4 separate regions of the Mus musculus genome follow, and regions 1, 3 and 4 are each linked to region 2. A link is a contact called in public ChIA-PET and promoter capture Hi-C data. All regions are on one chromosome and are shown on one strand. The core of a region is the stretch at or near the end of the contact, and the rest is flanking DNA. Distances in the headings are between cores, read along the strand shown. Region 1 has its middle 7.5 kb from the start of Bgn. Region 2 holds the start of Arhgap4 (Rho GTPase activating protein 4). Region 3 holds the start of Haus7 (HAUS augmin-like complex, subunit 7). Region 4 holds the start of Slc10a3 (solute carrier family 10 (sodium/bile acid cotransporter family), member 3).

Region 1 (6,750 bases), core at 2,046-4,545, 440 kb after region 2:
AGTGGGTGACTGCAGCTTGAACCGAGGGTCTCCACAACACTTCTCCTGTTTCTTCTGTCAGTCAGTGTTAATGGTCAGTCCAGTGCCTGGCTTCTGAATAAACTAAGCTTCAGAGACACAGGAGACACCTTGGAACTTAAGGGAATCTGCAGTGCTTGAGTTGAACCAGGTAATGACCCTATCCACATGGAATTTGCATACTACTGGACTGAGAGCAAGGCCATGCCTGGAGAATCAAAGAGATGGTGAGAAAAGAGCGCATCAGCCTGAGGGGACAAGGAAGACTTGCAGAGGAGAAGGCAGTATCCTAGGCTGTGTCTTTCAGCACTCTCTGCAGTGCTCCTGTGAGCTCCCACAAAGACAGTCCTGAGCAAGGGGACTCAGCCTGCAAGACATGTCACATGCACATCAGAGCCCTTTCTTTAGCAAGCATCTTGCCCAGAATGCTCCCAAGTTCACAGCCTTGCTCAGGTACCCACTAGGCCCTCTGGCTATGTTCATGGCTGATGCCTAACATCCTCCATGGCTGAACAGAGTCAGGATATGAGACCCACAGACTGTAGAGAGCAGCCCCTACTACCACTAAAGTGGCTGAGTGATGACATGGAGCCTCAAGGTGGTATGAAATGGATGCTTTGTGGGTTCAGGAGGTGGAGCAATTAGGGACACCACTTCTGCCAATATGCCCAAGAGATAGCTGAGGTAGTGCTCCACTGTCTGGAAGCTTCCCGGTGCTGATGACCAAGGCGTGGCTGGTGAAAGCTGGCACTCTGTACACCAGGAGCTTTTTTTGACCTTCCCCTGAGGACATAATCACACAGCATCTCTCCCCTCTGGGCCACCAGGGTTGTAATTTCAGGAATTGAAGGGGGGCTCCTTGAAGGCTCAGCCTGCTTGAGTCTAGCTATCTTTAGAGGCACAGTCTGGGGCATGGCCAGAAGAGAGAAAGTGGACCAGGACTGTATTGTAGCCTGTGTAGATGGTTGTCATCAAAGCTGAGGAGCCAGGAGGCCATGAGGCACTTTGGGACCCTGTGCTTTGAATAAGGCTACACCTTAGGAGTGCTGCCTGGCTCTGGCCTGTGGAACTTGAAGGCTCTAGCAACTCTGCTGGAGTCTAGCAGGTTTGGGGAAGGGCAGGCCAGGCCCTGTCTTTCAGGCCTCTAGCTAGGTTCCTGGCAAAGGACAGTACATAACCTGAGGACTTCGGAACCTAGCATTTCCCAAGTGCTAGCAGCTGCTATGGGACAAGGAGCTGGGGGTGGCCTTGGTACCAACAGGCATAGCATGTTGAGCAAAGCTTACTCAGACCTGGGATCTAAAGCAAGAGGGAGACTTGGTGTGATGGAATGTGGGGAAACCAGGCATAGAGGCTGGTGGGTTGCTAGACTTGGAAGCTGATTGATGGGGGACAGGAAAAGGGAAGGATAGATGCAAGGTCCCATTGAGTGCCCTGGAGGAGATGCAGGCCGGCCTCAACAAATGCTTTACTCCCCACTCTCATTGTCCACTTGAACTTGACAGTCACAGGAGTATCCTTCTGGTCTCCACTGCTATTACCCTCAGCTCTATTCTGCTACCTCAGTGCCCCATCTTAATTTGGAGATTGATGAGTATTTCCTTTTTTGCCATATGACCCCAGGCACCCCATCCCTGCTATCACCACCAACTGAATTGCTACTGTTGTAGTCTCTTAGAGGCTCAGTACCCTGAGGTTTCCAGTTGGACTGCCTATACTGCTGTGCCTGCCAAGTGACTCCCTAAGGGAGAAGCAGGCCAAGTAAGCATGGCATTAGGAAATGGAGGATACTGAAAGCTTAGCCCTGCCTGCAGTTCTTTTGGGCGATGTCCCTTGTACTACCAGCTTATATCTGTTGCTGGCCAGCTCCTTCCACATCACAATTGGACTGAAGGCCGTGGCCTCTAGCTACTGAGACCCTATAGCTCTGAGACCCTGGCTCTCTTGGAAAGTTAGCTCATCCTTGCTTGCCTCAGTTGTGCCTTGTTTACTGGGCATCCTTAATTAGTGATGACCTGGGGACATAAAACCATATTTCCTTTGTCTCATCTTGGTATCAGCCCAATTCTAGATTGCTCGTAGGGATAGTAGAGGCTAGGTTGATTGCAGTTCAATTTCAACCTTGATCATGGGGTGAGTTGAAGGATCATCTCATAGAATTTCTAAATTTAATTAAATTTCCCTTCATCTGTATTGGGAACACCACAGCAGTTTTGTTCCTTGCTCTGCCACCACATAGCAGCCTCATAGAACTGGAAATAACTCAGGAGCCATTCTTAAGGAGTTTCTGTTTCTTGCTCTCCTCCATCTGTGCAGGGGATTTCCACCCTGTCCTCAAGGGTCTAAACCAGGGTGTGGAACTTGTTGCTCTGACATACAGTGGATCTTCTTGACTCATTAGCTCAGCAGGCCTAAGAATAGGGAGGATGGGATGTTGGAGCTACCTAGCCTATACATCCTGTGCCTTTTGGGTCTAAATTCAGACTGTGAAGAGAGTGCGGCTGGATGGACTAGGAGGCCAAAGCAGGGTGGGCAGGGCCTGGGGTGGTTAGGCTGGGGAGGAGCAGTTGGGAAAGCTGGGAACGCAAGTCCAGTGTGTCTCCAGGCCTGCTGACCTCTGACCCAACCCAAACAGGAAGTGCCATATCTGTGGGCCCAGACCACAGAGGAGAAGGAATGTGGGGATGAGTCCAAAGCAAACATTCCACCACTTCCTAGTCACCCCACCCCCAGTCTGCTTGTCCTTTTTCTGCTGAGAATGGGGTGGGGTATAGGGAATTGCTGCAGAATGAGACCAAAGCAAGACTAAATTTGCAGGCTCAGAGCCCAGCTGTAACTGGTGGCAGTAGGTATTTTTGTGTCCTCCGTTTATACCCCCAAGGGAGGGATGGTCCTTCTCCTGCTGCATTCTACCTGCCTTGTCACTACCTGATGCTCTGGTCTTGTAAGCTCTGGAAATAGGGACCTCAGACTTTTCCCTCTGGCTCTCAGCACAGGCAAGACTGAAAGGAAAAGTACAGCCTAGGACCCCCAAGACCAAGTTCTCAGCACAAAGGATATATATTTGCTCCTGAGGGACAGAGGGTAGGGATAAGGTACAAAGACAGGAGATAGAGGGAGAAGAGAAAGGGAACAAGGGAGGGAAGAGGAGTATTTGTCCTGGAAGGGGGTGTGTCAAAGTGCTGCCCCTTGGACATAGAGGAGACACACATGACCCATAGGCAAATTGGAGGCTGGTCTAGGTCAGGTAGTCAGTCAGTGACTTACATCAGGAAATAGTCACTGCTAGATCCCCAGGGCTGGACCTCTGAGGTAGGCCTGGCTTTGCACAGACCAAGGCTTAGTCCCCAGGAACTGCTGGGTGAATGTGACTACTCCCTTCTCTGGCATCAGATCATATGGGTTATAACTTGATTCCACAGGAAGTGAGGGGCGCACCATTGGGCAAATTATTTGACCTGCCTGCATTTTAGTATCCTATCTTCAAATTGCAGGCAGGACCCTGGATATTAGGCAGTCTGACTTGAGGATGGGTATGCATGGACAAAGATAAGGGTTAAGGTGTAAAGAATGGATAAATGGCCTCAAAGCTACTAATATGCAGCAGTCACCAGCTCCTGGTAACTTTAGGACAAAGGCTGTTTTGGGCTTCCCTATCAGCCTGCACCAGCAACCAAATGCTACTGTATGTCCTAGACCAGGACAGGAACACCTAATAGAGAAGAGAGACCAACTATAGATGGTTTCTGGAACAATTAGGGTGAGTTGCAAGGCTTCAAGGCTCTGATGAGGAGGCTCTCAGAGGAATTTTGAGCCCCATGCTAATGAAGCAGCATCTAGGATATGACCAGGGACTCTGTAGCAAGGAGAACCTGAGCTCTCAGTGCATGCAGCTTGAATATGAGGTGGAGGTAGGGGGTACCAGAAGCTTGAATGAGGTGCATTTATTACATTAAAGTGCAAACCAGTGTTCCCCAGCCCCTTGAACTCCACTAGGTCATTTGCTGAATTAAAGGGTCTCCATCGAGTAAGTGAAAAAGTAGGGGCATCTAAAACTGTCCAAGTGGTGCAAAGGTCAAGTAGAGCTTAGCTTGGGTGTTTCTCCTTTCTTTGTTGGGTTTGAAGAGCCACACTGTGGTAGGCCTAGGTACAGAAGGAGGCTGTGGACAAGGCGTCACAGGTCAATAACATTATTGTGTAGGTGTGGGGGTGGGTGGGTACTGGACTGGAGTCCTGGGCCACATGTGTGCCACAAATGGAATCTAGGAACACATGTCTGTGTGTGTGAGAGAGAAACATCTACTGGGCCGGAGGTAACCTAGGTTAATGGTGGAATCAGGCTGCCACTTTACTCTGGGCCACTATGAGCCCCTGTTGCTCCATGGTGGATCCTTGAGGCTCTGACTCTGCTGGCAAGCAAGATCTGGTCCTTGCAAGTCTGAAGGAACAGAGGGTGGTAATGGACAGAATGGGTGAAGGCAGGAAAAGTGGCTTGTTCCGGTGACCTTTCACTCTCTGGTGCCTGTAAGTGGAGCAAGCCATCGAGCGAGTGAGCTCGTCTGTCTCCTATCCCTGCAGGCTGCAGTCTCCATGCCTTCCATCAGCAGAGAAAACACCACAGCGCCTCAGTCAAGGAGAAGCAGGGGCTGAGCCTGTGTTTGACTAGCAGCCAGCCCCCTGCCCAGGCCCCACATCATCCGCAGGCAGCAGCGGGGGGAGTGGAAAGCAGCTGGGTGGCCCCTCCCAGGCTGCTGTCTGCTTTCTTTTGCCCCCTTGGCAAGAGGGGAAGAGGAAAAAAGAATAATTAAACCCAAACGTTCTGGTAACTTTTTCCTGGAACAAGAAGACACAGGGCGGGAGGTTCTGGTCCTGGGAATGATGGGCGGGACTGTCTGTGGACCCTTGCCTTCCGTCCCTACTACAGCCTGTCCTGTGTTGGTGATCAGCAGATTGTCATTAGCCTCTTGACAGCCCCCTCCCAACCTCCCTTAGCCTGTCCCACTCTTTCTAGAATTAGATCCTTAACCCTGTGGCATCTGCTCATTGTCATGGTGAAAGGTCTGTATGTACACCCTAATCAGCTGTCCAAATCAGAGGAAAGATTTTTTTTAGGGTCTTCTGAGGGAGCCTCCTCTCTCATACCTGGATTCTAGGTTTCTGTTGTGTTAGACACTTGGTTGTGGGACTTTGTGATGGCAGCTCTAGGACACCATTGGTCTCTGCACTCCCTCTCCCTTTCATGTCCCTTAGTGTAGCTGTTGCCTCAGCTAAAACCAGCTCTGGGTCAGCTCCAGATGGGGTTCCTGAGTGCCAGTAGGGCAGGCATAGATATGGTTTAAGGAGGAGGAACTTGAGGTTGAGGGGTGAATTTTGGGGTGGGGGGAGCCTTGGAAGTTGGCAACAGCTTAGAGGATTAGGTGGTGATAGGGCCCTGAAGACATCTCAGACAGGACTCTGTTATAGATTCTCTGGAGTTTCCTGCCTCCATGCTGCCCTTTATACTTTCCTGCCCAACTCACTGTGTTTCCAAGGCCTTTCCTTCTTTTCTAGTTTCCATATGCCCGTCAGAGGAATGTTCCCCCATGGTGGACAGTCATGGGATCCATACCTGGCATGTCAGATGGTCCTCCTAAAGCTAGTTGCTATTGAGTCCCAGCACACTAAGGTATAACTGCAATTCAGCACTCTTTATCATCTTTTTTTTTCTTTTGAGGAAGTTGGTGCCTAGCTCCTAGAACCAGGGGCTCATGAAGAAGGCCCACTGCTTCATTTATGCCAAGGATCCTGGGAGCCCTGGCTGGCTAGGTCATGGATCCCTTGAGTTTTACAACTCACATCTCCAGAAAGCACTCTCAAATGGTGGTAGATATTTAAAAGGAGATGGTGTGGTCCAAGAAGACACAGGATGTACTCAAAGTGATAGTTAATTTTGATTTCCAGCTTCATTTGATTAATAAGCACCTAGGACATTAGTGAGGTGTATCCTCCCACCCCGTTGTGTGTGAGTGTGTGTGTGTGTGTGTGTGTGTGTGTGTGTGTGTGTGTGTAATTCCAGAGAAGATTAACTAGGGACCTGCTCTGAATGTAAGCTGCACCATCCTCTGGGCTGGGGATTCTAAACTGTATAAGAAGGGCAAGAAAGCTGACTATTTTAGTTTGCTTTCTATTGTGATAACACCATGACCAAAAGAAATGTGAAGAGGAAAAGGTTTATTTCAGCTTACAGTTTACAGTCCATTATGAGGGGAAGGCAAGGCAGGAACTGAAGAAAAAGTCTTGAAGGAATGCTTGTTACTGGTTTGCTCTTCATGGTTTGCTCAGTCTGCTTTATTAAACAACTCATGGTCACCTGCCTGGGGGGTGGTGCCACCCCCAGTTGGCCAGTGGGCCAGGCCACATCAATCTTTAAGAAAATGTCCCACAGGCTAATCTGATGGAGGCAGTTCAATTGAGGCTCCCCCCCCCCCCCGACTCTAGTTTGAACTAAATTAACAAAAACTGTGGGTAGTTGTTCCTGTCATGCAACCCATTCCCTTGCAGCTGGCTGAGCTCTTTGGGGGCAGACAGAGGGGTTGGATGAGCCGACTCTGCGGTTCCCTTGCTGCTTGTGCCTCTTTGCTGCTTCTCCAGCTGCCCTGGTCCAAACCCCTTGTATGCACTCTAGAAGCTGCTGTGTTGTAGGCTCTGCAGGAAGTTGTCATGCATTTAAACTCATGTAGGGAAGAGGGCAAG
Region 2 (6,431 bases), core at 1,482-3,981:
TTTTGAGACAGGGTCTCTATAGCTTCATGCAGCCTGGAAATCACTCTGCAACTCTGGCTTGCCTCTAAGCCACCACCCACCCACTCCCACTCTGTCCTTCAGGCTTTTAGATTCTCAAAACTGGAGCTAGTTAGCTGGGGTAGTGCTTTTTGTGCTTCGTCTCAGCACTTAGAGGCAGAAGTTCAAGGCTAGCTTGGTCTACATAGTAAGTTCTAGTTTAACCAGAGCTACTGAAAGATCCCCTATCTCAAAAAGCCAAGAAGGGTGCTGAGGAAATGGTTCAGTGGTTAAGAGCACTTGTTGCTCTTGTAGAGAATCGAGTTTGATTCCCAGCACCCACATGGATGTTCATGATCATCCGTAATTCCAGAATCTGGAGATTCTGATGCACACATACAAGTTACACATACATATACACATAAAATTAAATGAAGAAATCTCATTTTTTTTTTTAAAAAAAAGCCAAAAAGGAACAGGCCAGGTATGCTGGCACACGTCTTTAATCCCAGCACTTGGGAGGCAGAGGCAGACTGAGGCCAGCCTGGTCTCCATAGTAAGTTCCAGAACAGCCAGACCTACATAGTGAGACCCTGTTTCCAAACAAAAGGAACAAGAGCTAAAGGAACAGAAGCAGTTTCACTCATGGCTTCAGATGCCAAGCAAGTGTCCCGAAAACAGCCAGTCACTAAGTTTTCTGTTTTGCTTTTCACTCAGTTTCATGCAAAGGGCTGAATGGGGCACCGTTCAGATTTCTGGATTAAGGACTAAGAATATTTGAAGGCTAGTTCAGTAGCCATTTCTTGTGTGCCTGAATCCTGGTCTGGCTCTGCTGCTTGGATGGGTGACTTCTAAGGATTAGTTAAGGGTCAGAAAGAAGGGAAGACAGGTAGGGTGGGTTGCTTTAACTAATAAAGGCATTGGTGCCTGATTTACTTTAGTATGAGGCACTCTTGAAATAAATGTCCTGACAAAGCAAGTTCATAAGGATGGATGTTCATTCATGTGCTATGAGAACGATACAGGCTTGCTTACCTTGGTGGAAGATTCCAACATTGCTACTTCTGAGACCAGCTTCTGGAAGTCCAGGACTTGGGCTTGCCAACATTTAGCTAGCTTCTAGACCATTTCTTCAAGGTTCTGTGAGCACCAACAGCATCTTAGAGAAGGGCTTTGGTATTGGGAGCAAATGGAGATCAAGAACAAGATTGAACTTGGGAGGCAGAGGCAGGTGGATTTCTGAGTTCGAGGCCAAACTGGTCTACAGAGTGAGTTCTAGGACAGCCAGGGCTACACAGAGAAACCCTGTCTCGAAAAACCAAAAAAAAAAAAACCAAAAACGAAACAACAACAACAAAAAAAAACCAAGATTGAAGCTGGTGAGATGGCTCAGTGATAAGAGCTTTGACTGCTCTTCCAAAGGTCTTGAGTTCAAATCCCAGCAACCACGTGGTGGCTCATAACCATCAGTGATGTGATCTGATGCCCTCTTCTGGTGTGTCGAAGACAGCTACAGTGTACTCACATATAACAATAAATAAATCTTAAAAAAAAAAAAAAAAGATTGAACACAGTTGAAAGTCCAGAACAGTCTTCCCTCCTGCCAAATCTCCATGTCAGGCTTACAAGTGCTCACATGCACTTTGACATCCATGCATGTAAGTACAGGTGTGGATGCCCTTGTATTAGTACCTTCAAGCATGTTTTGTAAGTTATCTTGCCTATCGCCCACAGTCTGTATACCCCAGGGCTTTCTCTCCAATGAACTAAAGACAGATGGCTTGTCACCTGCCTCCTGCCTTCCTAATTGACTAGAAGAGCCTGCTGTGGTTGTGCACATATGCAATCCTAGCCCTTGGGACAGAGGCAGAGTTTGAGTCCAGCCTGGATTGTGTAAAGCCAACCAGGGCTACAAAGTGAAGCCTTGTGAATGAGACAAAACAAAACATGACAAATTAATAAGTAGATCTTGCCTTATGACTTAGAGTTGATGGGGGTGAATAAAATCACCATCATCCTTGGATAAAGGAGGCAGTAGGAGTTGTTTCTAGGCTGGTTCAAAGCCCCCACTGGTATAGGTCCCTACAGGTGCAAGATGGAAGGGAAAAGAGACAAAAATAATCTCTTCCGGCAGCAGGAAGTGGTAACTACCTATGGGGAAATGAGGCTAGTTCTTTCCTTTGGGGCTGAGTAGAAGGGGAACTGTAGCTGAACCCCGCTCCCTCCCCCTCAGGGGGCCCAGGGAGAGCATAAGCCTACAACTTCCCATTCAGCTGTCTGAACTCCCATAGGCCTCACTATGGGCTATGACTCTGGAAGGAGGGTGGCATCTGATGTCCAGGAAGGCTTCAGAGGCAGACCACCTAGGAGCCTGGAGCAGCTATGGTGCCATTGTCCATTAGTATTGAGGGCTAGTGGCCATAGGGGTGTTGTCTGACAATGGGAACCACAGATAGGTTTCTGCAGATAATGAGGAACAGCAGCAGGTGGTCCCAGACATGTTGAGGTTGTCTTGCATTGCTGCTTTATGTTGACTCTTTGGGCTCAAGGTATCTAGGTAGAGGAGCAACTTGTCTCAAGAGAGATGAGCCTGAAAAGGGGTGCCTAGACTTTCAGAGGCCCACCCGGGCAGTGCCAGGTCCAAGTCGCCCCGCCCCTCCGGGGACTGTGCTGGGGGCGGGGCTGGCGGGGCGGGGCCCGCGGAGGGTGCTGGCCTTGGCGCCCCTAGTCCCTGCACTTGGCGGTCTCGCCTCGCTTCCGCGTGGGAGCATTGGGACTCGAAGTCGCGAACGGCCTTGGGCCATGGCGGCGCACGGGAAGTTGCGGCGGGAGCGGGGGCTACAACCTGAGTATGACGCACAGGTCAAAGGTGAGAGGGTGCTTTAGTCCTGGTTTACAGGGGAGACCCCAAGTGTCCGCTGCTGATCTCAGGGGTGCCTGGAGCAGGGTGGAGAAGGGAGTCCAAGCCCTGCTTCTTGAAGCCTCTTTGGCCTCAACTGCCTGCCCAAGCCCTCCCTCTCGCCTCCTTAGCCAACTTGGGTCGCCTGTTGCTCACTCAGGCAGCAATGACTGTGGTAGCCCGAGGGAAGGACAGACTGAGAGGGTGGCTTTCTAGTTGGAGTATAATGGGCCACTTTGACTTTGTTGGTAGCCTGACACCTCACTCTTAACACCACTAGAATCTATGAATTCTTAGCACCTTCACCTCCCTTTGGCACTGTATTAGCTTGCAGGTTTAGGGTGGTTGGTCTTGGGTCAAGCTAGGAGACTGAATATGGGTTAGAGAAATTCAACTGGGATGGCTTTACAGCCTTAGGCTATTAGACCTCTGGATTTGGGCAAACACTTCTATGCAAATCACATGCAAATGAGCTTTGTGAGTTCTTTGCTGACAGCTTCATTTCTTCAGGGTGTGGTAGGTAACTCTTTCACAGGAAAGGAGGCAGTGTCTAACCTCCCTCACCCCCACCCCCACCCCCACTTGCTTGTTGCTTCCAGATATCTTGGCTCTCTTCCTATTTCCAAAGACTTTGGATACAAACACAGTGACTTACCTGTCACAGAGCACAATGGCTCATAAGAGAAGAAATAATATGATCCTTGGAGTTTTCCAACCTGTAGATGAAATTCCAATGTACTTATTTGGTGCAAGCAACTTATAACAAAGTGTATCTTCATGATGTGTTGCTGTTATAGTGGAGAGCATAACTGCCTTTGAAAGTTTGACCCAGACCTCCTCATCTTGGTGTCCAGAGGCAGCTTGAGGTGATTGCAGAGGGTGAGCCAGCAGATGGAGACAATGATTCCATCCTACTTCCTCAAAATGTCCTGAAGCCTAAGGACCTTGAAATGTCTTCAGTCAGCAAACACAGGCCGGTTAGTTCCCATCAAGAGAAATTGGAGTTTGGCCCTAGAATATCTTTTAAATGGCCCTTGCTCACTCAGGGTGTTCAGCCTTTGTGGCTATTATTTCTCACCAGCCTCCCTCAAAAGAAAGTCTTCCAATCATGCTGGAACAGGGGCACTGTTTTGGCACTCTAATTTCTAAAAGGTCGCATAGTCGTGGTTTGGAGGACAATGCATTCTGCTTTGCTGGTCAGCAGAAGTGAGAGTGAATGCCTGGCTCACAGGAAGTGCTAGGGGGCCTGGGTCCCAGCTTTGCAATGCAAATATGCAGGATTTCTCACTCTTTTTTGTCAACTGTTTGTTTGTTTGTTTGTGTGAGTAGGATTGGAGCTTGGTATGTACAGCAGGATAGTATTGAACTCATTATTTTATTCAGGCTGGCCTGGAACTTGCAACATCCCCTGCCTCAAACTTCCAGGGCTAGGAATGACAAGCATATGCCATCACACCCAGATTTTTTTTTTTTACTACATCTATTTTGCTGCAGCCTCTGTGACTCCCTTATTGTATATGAGAGAAGCAGTCCTTGCCCTTCTGAGGTTCACAGGTCTGAGGAGAGAAAAGCAGTAAACAACCAAGTGCACAGCTGATTTCATGTATGATAATAGCCACTACAAAGGACAACCAAGGTCCCAAGAGCACACTGGGGCTAGACAAGGGCCAGAGCTTGGTTGGGGATCAGGGTTTTTTGAGCTGAGATCTGAAAGCTCTGCTACAACCTGGAGTCTTGGAACAGCAGTTTCCTGCCTTCTGTGGACCTCAGATGCAGTTGGCTTGTAATCTATAGCTCTTTGACAGCAGCTGGTGTGCATGTTCGGAAGCAGAACTGCTATTGCTGTTACTGGAGAATCCACACAATAGTGTGATCTGCTGGTGCACTCAGCATTGTGCAGCTCTAATAGGTCCCTCCATGAGTAGCAAGCACATCCCTTCTGGAACACAGGACAGGCACTGTAAGGAAGGGCCTGTTGGGTCCTCTTGGGACCCTACTTGAACTTTAATTGCCATTCTTTAAACCCTGTTATTCTCATTTAGTGGAGATTTCCCCGATAGAAGTCAGCACTCATCCTAGCGAGTGGCTGGCACAGCCCACTTCAGAGACAGGAGACTGGTGGCAGTAACACTTGGTATTGTGGGCTCTGCTTTGCATTGGCTTCGGTGTTAGGAGTTTCCATACATACACACCAGTTCCCATCTGCCTAACTTGTACCCTTAATGGAAAATTAGCAATTTCAATGACCTGGTTAAAGGTGATCCCCAAAATCCACCCCCAAGGGAGTCCAGTGGGTGGTATAAAAGGCTGATGAGTGGGCCGTGCATGCAGCTGGAGAAGTCGGTATTACCATAGAGTGGAGTCTGAGAGCAGGCAGAAGACATACTGAGAAAGGAAATCAGATAGGAAGATGGGAGGTCTGGATAGGAAATACCTAACAAGGCTTTTCATCTCATAGCTCCAGGAAAGTCACTGTCAGGATAGAAGTCCACCCATTCTGATTTCTTTACAGGGGGTTTCTTTGAATAGATACTCCTGGGTCTTACCTTTCAGACTTGCTCTCTGAGTCCCAATGTCCACCATCTTTTCCTTAGACAAGTGAAATGTAGTAGCTGCTCCTTGGGCTCTATACAGTAGCTAGAGGGACCCTGAAAATGAAATGAGACCACTGTTTGGCTTATATCTCCTTGGGCATCCAGATGAGCATTCTAGACCACAAGCTTTAGGTCATCTGCTCCCTCCCAGATTCCTCCCACTTGCTTTTCGTATATATACTTTTAAAAATATTTTCTCTCTCTCTCTCTCTCTCTCTTTTGTTTTGTTTTTCGAGACAGGGTTTCTCTGTGCAGTCCTGCTATTTATTTATTTTTATGGATGAGTGTTCTGTCTGCATGCCAGAAGAGGGCATTGGAAATTATTATAGATAGTTGTGAGCCACCATATGGTTGCTGGGAATTGAACTCAGGACCACTGGAAGAGGTGCTTTTGTTTTTGTTTTTGTTTTTTTTGGGGGGGGTTGTTGTTGTTGTTGTTTTGAGACAGGGTTTCTCTGTATAGCCCTGGCTGTCCTGGAACTCACTTTGTAGACCAGGCTGGCCTCGAACTCAGAAATCCGCCTGCCTCTGCCTCCCGAGTGCTGGGACTAAAGGTGTGCGCCACTACCGCCCGGCTTGGAAGAGGTGCTCTTAACTGCTGAGCCATCTTTATAGCCCCTTGTATACTTTTTTAAAAGGCAGTGTCTTGTGTAGCCTAGGATAACCTCAAGCTCACAGTGAAGCCAAAGATGATCTTGAATTCTGATACTCTTGCTCCTACTTCTTGAGTATTGAGATTATAGTACACCACTACACTTGGCCCATGTGTCCATCTTATAAGTACCCATTGCTCCTGGCCATTCTACCATGGCTCTTTTCCCATGCTGTCTGTCTCCCACTATGGTCCCTGCTCCAGAGGAACAGGGACTGTGTCTAGAATATGCCTGGAATGAAATAGATACAAAATCACATTGCACTAAATGAAGGGATCAAGTAATGTC
Region 3 (7,207 bases), core at 4,343-6,842, 450 kb after region 2:
ATCTATGTGCCAAGCACTAACACGTGGCTTATGCCCTGCTGCAATACATTGCCAAGGTTTTTTCTCAAGATCATGGGCTGGCTCTTGCATCCTATATATCCTAGTTCTGTCCAAGGCCCTCCACCCTGCAGGCCTCAGGATCTTTTAGCCCCATCACAATGTGCTCTTGATGCTTCATCTCCATCCTATCTCCCTTATAGAACTCACATCCTCTTGGACTAAAGGGGTCTTCCTACTCCTCCCTACTCCATTGTAGGAACCCACTTCCATGTCTCTACACACTTCTCCGGCAAACACACCTTCCAAGACATGTAGCATTCTTCCTTTCCAGAAAGCTAATGTTTAGACAGGGCTTTCTTGGAGATATGCTTCCTTATGTTGAGATGGAGTGTGTATTGAAGATTCTGTGACTCGGCCTCTTCTTTCCAGTTACTGAGCAGTCCTATGACTATCTACTGTTAGGAGCGGGTGTGGCGGCAGTCCCAAAGGCGCCAGGGACTGCAGCTAAGTCATATGACTTGCACCTGACTTCCTCATATAAGACACAAACATCTTGAGTGCTGCGCAGGTGTACCAGGATACAGGTGAATCCAATTTGGTGGAGATTTGCCCCTGCTGCCCTGATTAGCTGAAGCCTCACGACTGGCGAGGGGGCGTGGCCTGCGGTGCGTGGATGAGAGAGAGTATAAAAGGAGTGAGAGGCCCAGGGTTCGGGGGAGATATAAAAACAGGGGAGATATAAAAACAAGGGAGATATAAAAACAAGGGAGATATAAACAAGGGAGATATAAACAAGAAGAATCAGGACTGAATAAACGTGTGCAGAAGGATCCTGTAGCAGCGTCGTTCTTCCTGGCCAGTTGAGCGCGCGCAACAAGTGGTGCCAAAACCCGGGAAAAGAAACATCTTCAGGCAAGAGCGAAGACCCCCTGCTGCAGGGAGGATTCAGAACTGCATAACGGGGAAGAAGTGGTTAATAAAGGTTCTCGTAAAACAGACTGTTGAGAAGGATCCGGCGTGGATTCAGAACTCTTCAGCTGGGGAACGGTACTGATGAAGAGAAAGAAGAAAGATGAAGACTGAATAAACTGCTGTTAGAAGGACTGGTGGTTGCGTCGTTCTTGCTGGTCGAGAGCGGGCGCGACAATTGGTGGCCCGTACGGGGAACCGACTCCCCCACCGAGTTCAGAACTTTCAGCAGTCAGTGGTTGCCAGCAGGGTAAGTTCACGGTGAGTGAAACTTGCGACCCCAGGAGTTTAGGAAGGACCTCAGATAAAATAGAGGTGAGCATAAAGTTGCCAGGAAGTAGGCACAAAGTAACCCAGGAGTTTGGGAAGGACCTCGGATAAAATAGAGGCAAATATAAAGTTGCCAGGAAGCAGGCTTTGGGACAAGTTTAGGTTCAAGGCTTTGGGACAAGTTAAGGTTCCTGGTTTTGGGACAAGTTAAGGTTCCTGGTTTGGGGACAAGTTAAGGAACTATGATAACCTCAGTGTAGTGATCAATAGATCCTCGCTGTGTAGTTATGTTTTTTTCTCCCGTTGACCCTTTGTGGGTAGGTCTGATAGTTTTGGTCTTGTTTGTTCTGATATATGGACTCTGTTACTGTTTGAAACTGTGTGTAGAGGCAGTCAAGACAGGTCAGAAAATCCTTACAGAGCAACAAGAAAGTATGTCGGAAGAGAAGGGCTTAAAAAGAAAAAGGAAAAAGAAAGGAGACACAGTGTTATCAGGTGGACAGAAAGGACAAAATAAAAGAGCCGAGGTGGAGGAGGAAGGCGAATTAGCTTCTGTGCCTCCTCCCTATGCCTCCTCAGCAGTGAAAACTTGACTCTCATATTGACTCCCCAGATGGACACACAGGTGATTGAGGTTATGGTCTCATCACCACGAGGTATTGTGTCCATCCCCCCTGGGGATCGACCAGATCAGGTGTTGACGTGGGCGAGAGGGTCTGTTTGTGTGTTTCCACAGGACCAGACGGAACCTCTTTGGGTGCTGGAGAGATTGGTGAGACACTGCAAGAATGAGGCTCCTGATCCAGTTGCCCCTGTGGATGTGGTGGATGATCCCACAAGCACAAAGGATGGAGCCGAGATGAGAGATCCTTTCGGTATTCCAGAAGCCGATAGCAGCTCGACATGACATTCAAATTTTTCCACGCTTTTTGATCCCTGAATTTCCCTTAAAGAGATAGCCCCTCTGGCTATCTATCCCTTGCTTCAGGGAAGATGAGTGGGGATGAGAGCCCTGGGATGTATGCTTGTTATAGTGTGTGTGTGTTTTGTGTTTGGCACATGTGTTAGGTGCAGAGTGTGCGGCCCGCACTTTCGCCATGGTAGCGTAGGCTTTTGCTGCAGTGGAGGCAGGACAATCTCCTCAGATTCGGTTTGCCGCTCTAAAAGAAATAATGCTGCTTTATGCCATGGGTTGCGAGGCTAAGCACTGCACAGAGGATAGCTTGCTGTTGGCATCCTGTGGAAGGTATGTCTGATCCATGAAGGTTCAGTGTCCTAGTTCCCTTCCCCCAGGAAAAACGACACGGGAGCTGGCCAAGACCTCTCTGGGTGATGAGCCTAAGGGATGGTTTTGTGTAGGGCCCCTATGCTTGCACACTGGGGATCAGACCTCTACCTTCACCCATGAGGCTTGCTTGCAGCAATTAAGATCTGGCCATAGATTAATCAACATCCTGGCCTTTTGATGCACCTGCCGCAAGCAAAACACAATCTCCCCAGGTGTGGCTTGGCATAATAGAGAGGTAGTCAGTGATAAGACTCCCTGGGCATGTCACCAACCTAAGACAGGGATCAAACCAATGCTGTTTGTCACCCAAGGACGGGTAAGGGGCATGGCTGCGGGGGGCTATCTACAGACATTCTCTCTGCCAGAAAAGAAAAAAGGGGGAGATGTTAGGAGCGGGTGTGGCGGCAGTCCCAAAGGCGCCAGGGACTGCAGCTAAGTCATATGACTTGCACCTGACTTCCTCATATAAGACACAAACATCTTGAGTGCTGCGCAGGTGTACCAGGATACAGGTGAATCCAATTTGGTGGAGATTTGCCCCTGCTGCCCTGATTAGCTGAAGCCTCACGACTGGCGAGGGGGCGTGGCCTGCGGTGCGTGGATGAGAGAGAGTATAAAAGGAGTGAGAGGCCCAGGGTTCGGGGGAGATATAAAAACAGGGGAGATATAAAAACAAGGGAGATATAAAAACAAGGGAGATATAAACAAGGGAGATATAAACAAGAAGAATCAGGACTGAATAAACGTGTGCAGAAGGATCCTGTAGCAGCGTCGTTCTTCCTGGCCAGTTGAGCGCGCGCAACAATCTACATGTCCGCCCTAGTCTCCAGCGGAGGTGCCATGACTGAATAGGAAGGTAGGCTCCCTCCTGCTGCTGTGGCCTCCTCGGTTTCTGTGGATGGACTCTGCTTCTCTAGGCCCAACCTGGAGCTGAGGAGAAAGTTGCTGAGTTGGGGAAAGACCTGCTCAGTGCTTTGGCTCCCTGGGACTGGGTGGAGAAGGAGGATTTTCTTCCAGAATACACAGGGGTTGGTTTCTTTTCCGTTCCTCAGGAGCAGATTCTGGAGCAGAGGCTACGGGAAGGGTGGAGGGAGGCAGCCACACTACAGCGGTTTCTCCCGCCAAATTCCCCAGTCCTAGGAAAGATCCACAGGAAAAACCCACAAGAATTTGAATGTCTGGGTCATGATTGAAATGAAATTTTCTTCTTTTTTTAAAGGAAGAAAAAACAAAAACAGAAAATGGCAGGAAAAAGTAAAACTTGACCAAACAGAAAGTAAAATGGAAAACAAGCAACCAAAAGCCCCTTCTCCCCTTGTATTCCAGAAAAGGTCCGAGGTCGCAGCAACCTTGTGGAGGATAGAAATACTAAATACTTTGCAAAGAATGGAGCCCCTGAACCAAGTTTCTAGGCCTTCCTCTACTCAGATTTTTTTCAGCTGAAATTGGGAGGCTCTGAAGAGCTTGATATTATAAGGAATTAGGCCCTGGCTCCTCAGCAGGGCCAGTCTGAGGGCCCTTTCCTGTTACCCCCAAGCTCTTGCCTACTCCCTCCTTCCAGGATTCCACTGAGAGACCTCTCCAGTTAGAGGACTTCAGTTGCCTGCTAGCAACAACTCTCCCTATGTGTGTGTGTGTGTGTGTGTGTGTGTGTGCGCGTTCCCACACATATATATGGGAAGAGTATGTGAGAGTATACAGGCCAAAGGTCATTGTTGGGTATCTTTTTCAGTTGTTCTCTACATTATTTTTAAATATTTATTTTTATGTGCATGCGTCTTTATTTGCATTTATGTCTATGCACCATATGCATGCTGTGTTCAAGGAGTTTAGAAGAGGGCTTTGGGTCTTCTGGAACAGGAGTTATAGCTGGTTGTGACCTGCCACATGGGTACTGGGAACTAAACCTGGGTCTTCTGCAAGAGCACCAGCCATTAAGATTTCTTAATGGCTGAGACATCTTACTTTTTGAAACAGGGCCTCTCACTGAATCTGAGATACAGAGTTTTTTTTTTTTTTTTTTGAGACAGGGTTTCTTGGGTTTCTCTGTGTAGCCCTGGCTGTCCTGGAACTCACTCTGTAGACCAGGCTGGTCTCAAACTCAGAAATCCGCCTGCCTCTGCCTCCCAAGTGCTGGGATTACAGGCGTGTGCCGCCACAACCGGCTACAGAGAGATTTTTAAGCGGACTGAGTGGGAATGAGACACAAGAGCATCCATGAAAGCCAAAGGTAGGATGGAGATGTGGGGCCTGGTCAGCATAATGATAACAATGAACATTTACCTGTCAGACTTCACCTTAGGAATTTCATAGAAATGATTGCTTCTTTTCATCTTCATTTGTAAACCAATGAAGTAGGTGCTCTCATTATCCAACATTTATTTGAGGGCAAGGAAGCACAGAGAGGTTAGGTAACTGGCCCAAAGTTTTCTGGGTGTGGTAATGCTTACCTGTTATCACAGTGCATTGAAGGCTGAGGCAGGAGGATCACAAGTTTGAAGTCAGTCTGGGCTACAAAGCCAAATCCTGGTTCAAAGTTCTCCAAACAAAACAGACCACACAAACCAAAACAAAAGTCACACAGCCTGTGATTGGCAGAGCCAGATTTGAATTTAAGAACTTTCCCTCTGACTTTGTGTGCAAAGGAGACAAGACAGAACTTTGGGCCGAGAAATGGTCTTAGTTTTTCTATCAAAGCTTGCCTTCATCAGTCAGGATCCATCTACTGCCAAAGAGAACCTGAACAAGGTAGGAGCGCCTCCTCCTGGATGAGCCCGACCTCTTTGAGTCCCTCACTTCTGCCTCTAAAAGGAGCTACTCAGCTTTTGGTTAAGTCCTACTCGGCCCGCCTCCTCCTCTCTGCCTCTCCCCTCCAGCCCCGCCTTTAGCCCGCCTCTGTCCTATCCTCGCCCAACCCTCTTCTCTGCACCCTGCTCCCTGAGGTGCGCGCAGGCAGTGACAGAGCGGCAGCCCAATGGGAAGGCTTGTTGGAAAAGAGGGTGGGCCTTTGTGACGCCCGTCCCGATGGTTGGCTTCGCTCCTGCCGCGCGGGTTGGTGGGCGGAGAGACCTAAGAAACTGGTGAGCTTTTAGCAGTGTGGCGGCGGCCTGTAAGCTTGGGGGGCGTGAACCAGTTGTAGTTCAGAGCGCGAAACATGGCGGAGGAGGGTGCCGGTGCCGGGTCTGATGACAGCTACTACAAAGATGTGGGTGATGACTGCGTGGTCAAGGCAGCTGTAGAGGTGTTCGAGAAGCTGAAGGTACTGTGAGCCAGGGGAACCGCTCCTTGATAGGGGACCAGGTGGGGCCCCGTCCCAGTGCCATTTGGAGCTTCCTGTGGACATTGACCGCACCACAGGGGTCCACAGTGGCAGGCCCTGGCAAAGCTTTGGGGGGGGGGGCGACTTGCGGACCATCTGTCTTAGGTCTTTGGAGTCCTCGGACCTCTGCTCGTGCTGTTCCAACAGACCATTGCAAGATTGAGGCTGGGGACTTGGAGCCCATGAAAAATGGAGAACGCGGGCCCCAATCTCAAAGAGCTGGAAGTGGGTGGAGTTGGGTTTGAGGGGACAGATGGGCTGAACACCTTGCCGTTTTGTTGGGTCAGAGACAGTGACCTCCAGGTGGGTTTAAGGTACATGCAGCAGTGAGGAGCATGACCGTGTAAAGTTAGGGAGCTATCCCAGGCCCATTGAACCCCTTGCTAACCTCCCTCCCATCTCCCCTTGCTACTGACTCAGTGATCACTTTCAGTCTCCCTCCACTGCCCCTCAGATTTAATCGTAGTCTTCTTAACCCATTCTCAGGCATGTTCCTAGTTTTATGGCCGTGAAACCCAGAGGGAACACACTTAAAAGTGGTGGGGCAGCAAGTCACAGGAGCAAATGTAGGGTGAAGATGAGGGACTTGAACTTTTGACAAGGCCAGGAAGGGGCACAAACTGATAGAAATGCTTAGCCACCCCACAGTAACCGGCTTCCTCTGACTTGCCTTTTCCTTGTTTAGGGTGTAAACTGCCCCTTCCTCGACGGCCTGTATATTACAGAACCAAAGACAATTATGGAGCTGCTGTGTAGGCCCTCAAAGTACCGGTTGGACATACTGGAATGGATGTGTATACGGTAATGCTCTTTGTTCTTTCCTTTCCATGAAGTGTCTTCTGGGGGAGATGGGAATGTGTCATTTTAGAGGGTCCCATAACCAAGCCAGCTCCAGGAAAGCTAACTGAGCCATGACCAAGATGGTGGGGAGGTGGCCCTGGCAGTACAAGATGGACTTTAATGAAAGCCCTTTCTGCACCAGGCCTCCTGGGCTTTTGATTGTGTTGAGGCTATATGATGTGGTTCTTGTCACTGAGCTCTGATTACTGTCAGCTTGGACAGCACCTGATGATCAGAGAGGGACGTTGCCCAGAAACCCAGTGACAGAAACGGGCCTTCTAGATTGTTTCCCTTCTTTTCTACCCCAACTTGCAAAGAACAGAGGTTTTTCTTAGTCCATCCTGAGGGCAGTGCTTCTAGGACAGCCTAGGCCTTTTCAGTGGAATGGAAGTTGTTGGAGTTTTTCCTTGCAGTTTTCTGTGGAACCAGTTCTGTCCAGCTAGGAGCTCTCAAGGCCAGATGCTTACTCGAGAGCCTCATTGTTGAGCTTATCTGTGTGCTTAACCCTGAAGGCCAGGGCT
Region 4 (6,969 bases), core at 2,895-5,394, 460 kb before region 2:
CCATTAAATAAATATAACTGAAAATAGATTTTAAAATGCATTTATGGTCTCAGATTTATTATTTTTAAATTATGTGTGTGTGTGTCTTTGTAGGAGTATGTGCACATGATTGCAGGTGATTTCAAAGTCCAGACAGGGGCATCAGATCTCCTATAACTGGAGTTACAGGCCTGGTGTGGGTACTGGGAGCCAAACTCATATCCTCTGCAAGAGCAATACATGCTCTTAACCACTGAACCATCTCTCTCTCCAGCTGCCAGATAAATGTATATTTAATGCTTTTTAAAATATTTATTTTTAAATTGTGTATATGTATATGTGTTATGTAGAAGTTTCCTCAGAGAGTGAAACATTCCATAATGAAAGGAAATTAGTTTAGAAAGAAAGTAAACAGCTCAAAATAACTTCAGAAAGCCCCTGAAACTGACTAGATTCACTCTACTCCGCCATCTCTAAGAGTACAGAAGCAATAAAAACTGTTGAGAGATATTCTCAGACTGGTTGAGCTGCTCAGATCTGGCAGTCTAGAAAAAAAAAAAAAAAAAAAAACATAGCAGCCTGAAAGAAGCAGAGACACCAGATGAGCTGCCTAGTAGAAGCTAACACCAACTGAACCACTGAAAAAGAACACCCTCGGGCTGGAGAGATGGCTCCAGAGAGACTGCTCTTCCAGAGGTCCTGAGTTCAATTCCCAGCAACCACATGGTGCCTCACAACCATCTGTAGTGGGATCTGATGTCCTCTTCTGGTGTGTCTGAAGACAGCTACAGTGTACTTACACATAATAAATAAATAAATCTTTTTAAAAAAAAGAAAAGAAAAAGAACACCCTGACTTGCTGAGCTGCCTGCAGATGTACAGTATGCTGTAGGTTTCCAGCATTCATGAACTGTTATCCATACAGGAGTAGGCTTTGGTAATGGAGCCATCTTTGAGTCATTTCTGCTCCTGTAAGTAACTCCTCGCCCATATTCCTGTAAGTAACCCCAATAAAGTCCAGGTATCTTCACTTTAGTCTATTGTTAGTTCTGTATCTGGGGTAAGTAGACATTTGTTTAAGTCTATCCAGGAATAATGTCATACAACAGAGTGTGTATGAGTTTGTCCATATGCATGTAGTGCCTAATAAGGCCACTGATAAGAGGTCATTGGATCCCCTGGAGCTGGAGTTATAGGCAGTAGGGAGCCACCTGACATGATGGAAATTTAGGTCTTCTAAAAGAGAAGTCTGTGCTTTTAATCACTGAGCAGTCTCTCCAGTCCCAGATAAATGTGGGGGGTTTTTTGGTTTTTGTTTTTGTTTGTTTTTTTGAGACAGGATTTTTCTGTATATTTCTGGCTGTCCTGGAACTCACTCTGTAGACCAGGCTGGCCTCAAACTCAGAAATCTGCCTGCCTCTGTGTTCCAAGTGCTGGGATTAAAGGCATGCACCACCACCGCCCAGCTGATAAATGTATTTTTAAAAGATTTATTTATTATTATATGTAAGTACACTGCAGCTGTCTTTAGACACACCAGAAGAGGGTGTCATGTCTCATTCAGATGGTTGTGAGCCACCATGTGGTTGCTGGCATTTGAACTCAGGACCTTTGGAAGAGCAGTCAGTGCTCTTACACTCTGAGCCATCTCTCCAGCCCATAAATGTATTTTTAAAAAACAAATATATGTAACATCAAATATATGTAACATAAAAATTATTGTTATTTACTTGTAAGGTAAAAAGAGATATTACTCAGACACATACATGCATACATAATATAAAAATAAGTATCTTTTTAGAAAAATAAAAAATACATAAAGCTAAAGAACCTCTTGGAGCTTGTGGTATATTTCAGTCATAGAGTGTTGTCAAGTTTGCATTAAGACCCGGGTTTGGCCGGGCATGGTGGTACATGCCTTTAATCCCAGCACTCGGGAGGCAGAGGCAGGCGGATTTCTGAGTTCAAGGCCAGCCTGGTCTACAGAGTGAGTTCCAGGACAGCCAGAGATACACAGAAAAACCCTGTCTCGAAAAACCAAAAACCAAAACAACAACAACAACAACAAAAAACAACAACAACAAAAACAGACCTGGGTTTGATCCCCATAGAAATGAACCTCTGCTACTGGTGTGAGAGAAGCCAATTTTGGGTGGTTGGGGATATGGAGGGAAAAAAATCCTAAAACTCCTCTCTCTCTCTCCTCTCTCTCTTCTCTCTTCTCTCTTCTCTCTTCTCTCTTCTCTCTTCTCTCTTCTCTCTTCTCTCTCTCTCTCTCTCTCTTCTCTCTTCTCTCTCTCTCTCTTCTCTCTTCTCTCTTCTCTCTTCTCTCTTCTCTCTCTCTCTTCTCTCTTCTCTCTTCTCTCTTCTCTCTCTCTCTCTCTCTCTCTCTCTCTCTCTCTCTCTTTGGTTTTTCGAGACAGGGTTTCTCTGTGTAACCCTGGCTGTCCTGGAACTCACTCTGTAGACCAGGCTGGCCTCAAACTCAGAAATCCGCCTGCCTCTGCCTCCCAAGTGCTGGGATTAAAGGCGTGCACCACCACGCCCAGCTAAACTGGCCTTAAATAGCCAATCCTCCTGCCAGGTGATGGTGCACCATGTTAATCTCAGCACTCAGAAGCAAATCAGGCAGATCTCTGAGTTCGAGGCCAGCCTAGTCAGCAGAGTGAGTTCCAGGACAACCAGGGCTACTTAGAGAAACCCTGTCTCAGGGAGAAAAAAAAAATCCAATTCTCCTGTCTCAGCCTTTGAAGTGCTAGCATAGCTGAGAAAAGGTTCATTTTAAAGCAATACTCATTTATTCTAGTTTCCCCAGTAACTTTGGGAACAACGACCCTTTTTTAAAAATTGTGTATGAGCCTGGCAGTGGTGGCACGCACCTTTAATCCTAGCACTTGGGAGGCAGAGGCAGGTGGATTTCTGAGTTCGAGCCTGGTCTACAGAGTGAGTTCTGCGACAGCCAGGACTACACAGAGAAACCCTGTCTCAAAAAAACCAAACCAAAAAAAAATGTGTATTTATAGTTTGTGTATGAGTACTCATGTAGGTCAGAGGACAACTTCTAGGAGTCAGTTCTTTCCCTCCATTGAACATGTAGTGTTGAGAGGCCTCAAGTGCTTTTATCAACTGAGCCATCGCAGAAGCCTCATTATAGATTTTTAAAGACAGAATTTCTCTGTGTGGCCCTGGACAGCTGGCCTGGAACTCTCTCAGTAGACCTACCTAGTCTTGACCTCAGCAATTTGCCTGCTTCTGTCTCCAAGGCTCATTAAAAAGAAAGAAAGAGCCCGGCGTGGTGGCACACGCCTTTAATCCCAGCACTCAGGAGGCAGAGGCAGGCAGATTTCTGAGTTCGAGGCCAGCCTGGTCTACAAAGTGAGTTCCAGGACAGCCAGGGCTACACAGAGAAACCCTGTCTCGAAAAAAAAAAAAAGGAAAAGGAAGAAAGAAAGAGATCAAAACAATAAGATAAACAAGTTTATTTTGTACACCTCAAAAAAGAGAAGCAAGCTGGCCAGTGGTGGTCCATGCCTTTAATCCCAGCACTTGAGAGGCAGAGGCAGGTGGATTTCTGAATTCGAGGCCACCCTGGTCTACTGAGTGAGTTCCAGGACAGCCAGGGATATTCAGAGAAAAACTGTCTCGGAAAAAAAGGAAAAAGAAAAAGAAAGGGGGGGGGGGAGAGAGAAGCAGATACGGCAATAACAGAACTACCTGGATACAAGTCACCTTTTAAAAAATGACATGCATATGTTTGGCTGTATGTTTGTATGTGCACCATATGCATCCAGTATGGGCAGAGGCAAGAAGAGGGTATCAAAGCTCCTGAACTGTAGTTACAGGCGGCTGCAAGCTGCTAAGTAGATAATGTGAAGTTGAACCAGAGTCCTGAAAAGGTAGTAAACACTCACTGAGCCATCACTTCAATCACCACATGACCTTTAATTTAGTATCAGTTTAATGTCCTCTGACATCATCTTCCCATCACCCACTTTTATCTGAGGAGGTAACCACACAAGAATGTACTTATTGCCCCACATGCCAATACCAGTGACTTAGGCAGTCAGGTCTCACGTGGTAGGGCCAGCTCGTCGCTTCCAGAAACGTCACATCCGTTGGGAACCTGACACAAGCCCGCCAGGGGCGAGTGCTTTTGTGAGAGGGCGGAGTCCTAGCACGCGGATGGAACCTTGGTGGGGCGGAGCCTGTGGGGGCGGGACGAGGCCCGGGCAGGACGGGCCTCACTTGCCGGCGTTTGCCGGCCCGGGCCACTACTTGTGAGGAGCTCTGTGGCCGCGGAAGCAAGTGAGAGATTTCGACCAGGTAGGTGAGGATGGGAGGTGACTTGTGGCTCCGTCCGCAGTCCGTGGTCACCAGCTCTGGCCAGACCCAGCGAAAGGTCTTGCGGGTGCGGTTGTGACGTGGAGGCTCTTCAGAACCCAAGACTGCCCGTGGGGGTTGTAAGCCCTTCCTAACTTCTCTAGCCACCTGACAGACCCTGAACTGTCAGGTGCGGAGGAGACCTGGTCATCATTGCCAGTTATTCTTCAGCCCCTATACTTTGCTGCTGTGAAAAAACAAAAACAAAAAACAAAAAAAAACTTCCGGATGGTATTGCTTCCTCACTCAGCCTTGGAGTGTGTTTACTCTAACTCTTTCAGCTCCACTATCAGCAGAAGTGTAGGATAGGGACCAAATCCCTCTTGCAGTGATCTACTATGGTCCACTAGTCCTGCTGGTAGGATGGGGTTATGGGTGGATGGTCCTTAGTCTTTCCCTTAACTGGCTCACACTACTCTGATGCCTACATCTTTTCTCTCTACTTGACTAGTTACCTTACTCTGGTTTTCCTGCCTCCCTCTTCATCAGCGAGATTCAAGGCTGGACCAGGGCCCCCAGGGTAAGTGACCCATACTCAAAATCAGCATAATGTAAAACCTGCTATATCCACTGCCATCAAGTTGCCCCAGTTCTAGCAGATGATAATACAAAGGTGTTGACTATCCAGTTGAGAAAGGGAAGGAGGCAGACCTCTCCTTTCGCCCCATGTTACTCTACCCTTAGAAATACTGAGGTTCACTGTAAGTTTAAAACTCTGGTAGGTCGTGCACACCTTTATCCCAGCACTTGGGGGGCAGGTGGATCTGAGTTCCAGCCTGGTCTTCATGGTGAATTCCAGGTTAGCTAAGACTACACAGTGAAGACCTGTCTCACCAGCAGCAGCAGCAACAACAACAGGACTGAATGTGGTAGCCTACACCTTTAATTACAGCACATAAGACATAGAGGCAGGAAGATCTCTGAGAATTTAAGGCCAGCCTAGTTTACATGTGAATTGCAGGCCAACAGGACTACACACACAAGACCCTGTCTCAAACAAAAAGACTCTGATAGGGTAATACATTGAGAAGACTCTAAGCAGAGACTCTCAGATGTAGCAACAGATATAAGAGCTCAAATTCTGAGACCAGGGAGCTCTGACAAGAGAAGTTTGCTTGCTCATGGCCAGGCGTGGTGGCGCACGCCTTTAATCCCAGCACTCAGGAGGCAGAGGCAGGCGGATTTCTGAGTTCGAGGCCAGCCTGGTCTACAAAGTGAGTTCCAGGACAGCCAGGGCTATACAGAGAAACCCTGTCTCAAAACAAAAACAAAAAGACAAGGTTGCTCAGTGGATACCTATTGTATCCTCACTGTATTCCTACTGAAGTCCCACTATAGCTTCCCTGAGAAGCAGGGGTGTGTGTCTCACAGGACTTCCATCTCATAACTATAGGGCAAATGAAACAAGACATGTAGCCACAGCTTGTCAGTAGCAGCCTTTGGTTCTGGAACTCACTTACTGCACATATCACTTTGTTAAAACTTTGTAGCTGGCAAATGGCACTTAGACACCCTTATTCTATTCTTTAAAGACCTGGATCTGGCCCAATCAGCACCCTTTGTTCTCATCTGGCCAGTCTTTTTGTCTCTCCCCCCCCCCCCCCAGGAAGCCATTTATTTGATTTGCTTTGTTTGGAAATGAACTATCAAGTCTCCCAGGCTGCCCTGGAACTGGCTATATAACTGAAGGATAATCTTAGTCACCTGATTCTCTTGGCTCCACCTCCCAAATACTGGGATGACAGGAGTGAGCCACCATATTTACCCCCTCCAGGTAGCAATTTAGTTCATTCCCATGGTGGTATCTTTGCATCTTGAAATGAGAGTGGGATGGCCTAGTGGTGACAGGATTAGAGATCACTCTCCTAAAACCCTCAGTATTAGAACTTCTCTATGAGGTTACCATAGTAAGAAAGTCCATGTAATTTGGCAGCCTGAGTGGGGATTCCCCTCTTGAGGGCTGAGAAGCTTGAGGCAGCTGTGCTGAAAGAGGAGATGGCTGAATGACATTCAAGGGCCAGCATTATTTCAAAACTAGAGGTAAAGGTCTGAGAGCCCCATGCTCCTAAGCTTGCAATTTCTCCTCTTCATTAACCACTTTCTTTACCCCTTTTCTTTTCAGGAAAAAATCCTGCTATCAAGGAAGAAAATATAGGACCAGGACCTTCCCATGGACCCTTCTCAGGACATTCCAACAGCACAAGCAAGGGTGTCTCCCTAAGACACAAGAGGCCTGAAAAAACTATCCTTTGTGAAGTGCCATGGTGGTCAAGAAAAGCAGAGGTAGCTCCCAGCAGTTGCCTGGCCTGGGAGGACAGGGTGGTTGTACAGGTTTTGTAGGCATGCTTGGAACTGCCCTGCTGTTCATCAGCCTACCATGGGGAGCTCAAGTGATGGCCAGTGCCAACATCAGCACTGCTCTGGGCCACACAAGTGGTCACTATTTGAGTATTGGGGATGGCTCAGTGACAGAATTTGATTTCCCTGAGAAGAGTGAGGGTATCATTGTGATCTCTAGCCAATACACTGGACAGACCAATGGGACAGGCCCCAGCCCCATACTTAAGGTTATATCCCTGGACACAGAGGTGCTGACCATTAAGAATGTGA

Evidence for each region. Promoter capture Hi-C pulls out the DNA fragments that hold promoters and counts their contacts. ChIA-PET counts read pairs in DNA pulled down with a chosen protein or histone mark.
Region 1: a promoter capture Hi-C map of the SN4741 cell line shows a contact between it and region 2, with 4 times the contacts expected there. The contact joins the enhancer-like site here to the promoter of Arhgap4 in region 2. A contact is called at or near these places in 2 of 39 promoter capture datasets (the SN4741 cell line and embryonic stem cells) and 1 of 9 other capture datasets (liver).
Region 3: a promoter capture Hi-C map of embryonic stem cells shows a contact between it and region 2, with 5 times the contacts expected there. The contact joins the promoter of Haus7 here to the promoter of Arhgap4 in region 2. A contact is called at or near these places in 2 of 39 promoter capture datasets (embryonic stem cells and pre-B cells).
Region 4: an RNA polymerase II ChIA-PET map of memory CD8 T cells shows a contact between it and region 2, with 47 read pairs. The contact joins the promoter of Slc10a3 here to the promoter of Arhgap4 in region 2. A contact is called at or near these places in 5 of 39 promoter capture datasets (the SN4741 cell line, frontonasal cranial neural crest, hippocampal neurons and 2 more), 1 of 115 datasets of contacts at active chromatin or transcription factors (memory CD8 T cells) and 2 of 9 other capture datasets (liver and pancreatic islet).

What each region holds. Positions count from the first base shown.
Region 1 is chrX:73,472,711-73,479,460 of GRCm38.p6, reverse strand. No RefSeq gene overlaps it. Among named protein-coding and RNA genes, the nearest start is that of Bgn, 7.5 kb to the left of the region's middle. Within about 2 kb of position 3,295, at least 87 of the 459 cell types and tissues checked have an H3K27ac peak or open chromatin away from gene starts, as enhancers often do. A contact at or near this core is called in the SN4741 cell line, where this site is marked.
Region 2 is chrX:73,907,598-73,914,028 of GRCm38.p6, reverse strand. Arhgap4 (Rho GTPase activating protein 4) reads left to right here and starts at 2,731. Exons shown (of 22, transcript NM_138630.2): 1 at 2,731-2,866. The coding sequence starts at 2,800.
Region 3 is chrX:73,457,414-73,464,620 of GRCm38.p6, reverse strand. It overlaps Haus7 (HAUS augmin-like complex, subunit 7), which reads left to right and starts at 5,592. Exons shown (of 10, transcript NM_028633.3): 1 at 5,592-5,786; 2 at 6,532-6,647. The coding sequence starts at 5,682.
Region 4 is chrX:74,370,524-74,377,492 of GRCm38.p6, reverse strand. Slc10a3 (solute carrier family 10 (sodium/bile acid cotransporter family), member 3) reads left to right here and starts at 4,144. Exons shown (of 3, transcript NM_145406.2): 1 at 4,144-4,302; 2 at 4,811-4,879; 3 at 6,482-6,969. The coding sequence starts at 6,621. It overlaps Gm44504 (predicted readthrough transcript (NMD candidate), 44504), which reads left to right and starts at 4,144. Exons shown (of 6, transcript NR_103489.1): 1 at 4,144-4,302; 2 at 4,811-4,879; 3 at 6,482-6,642.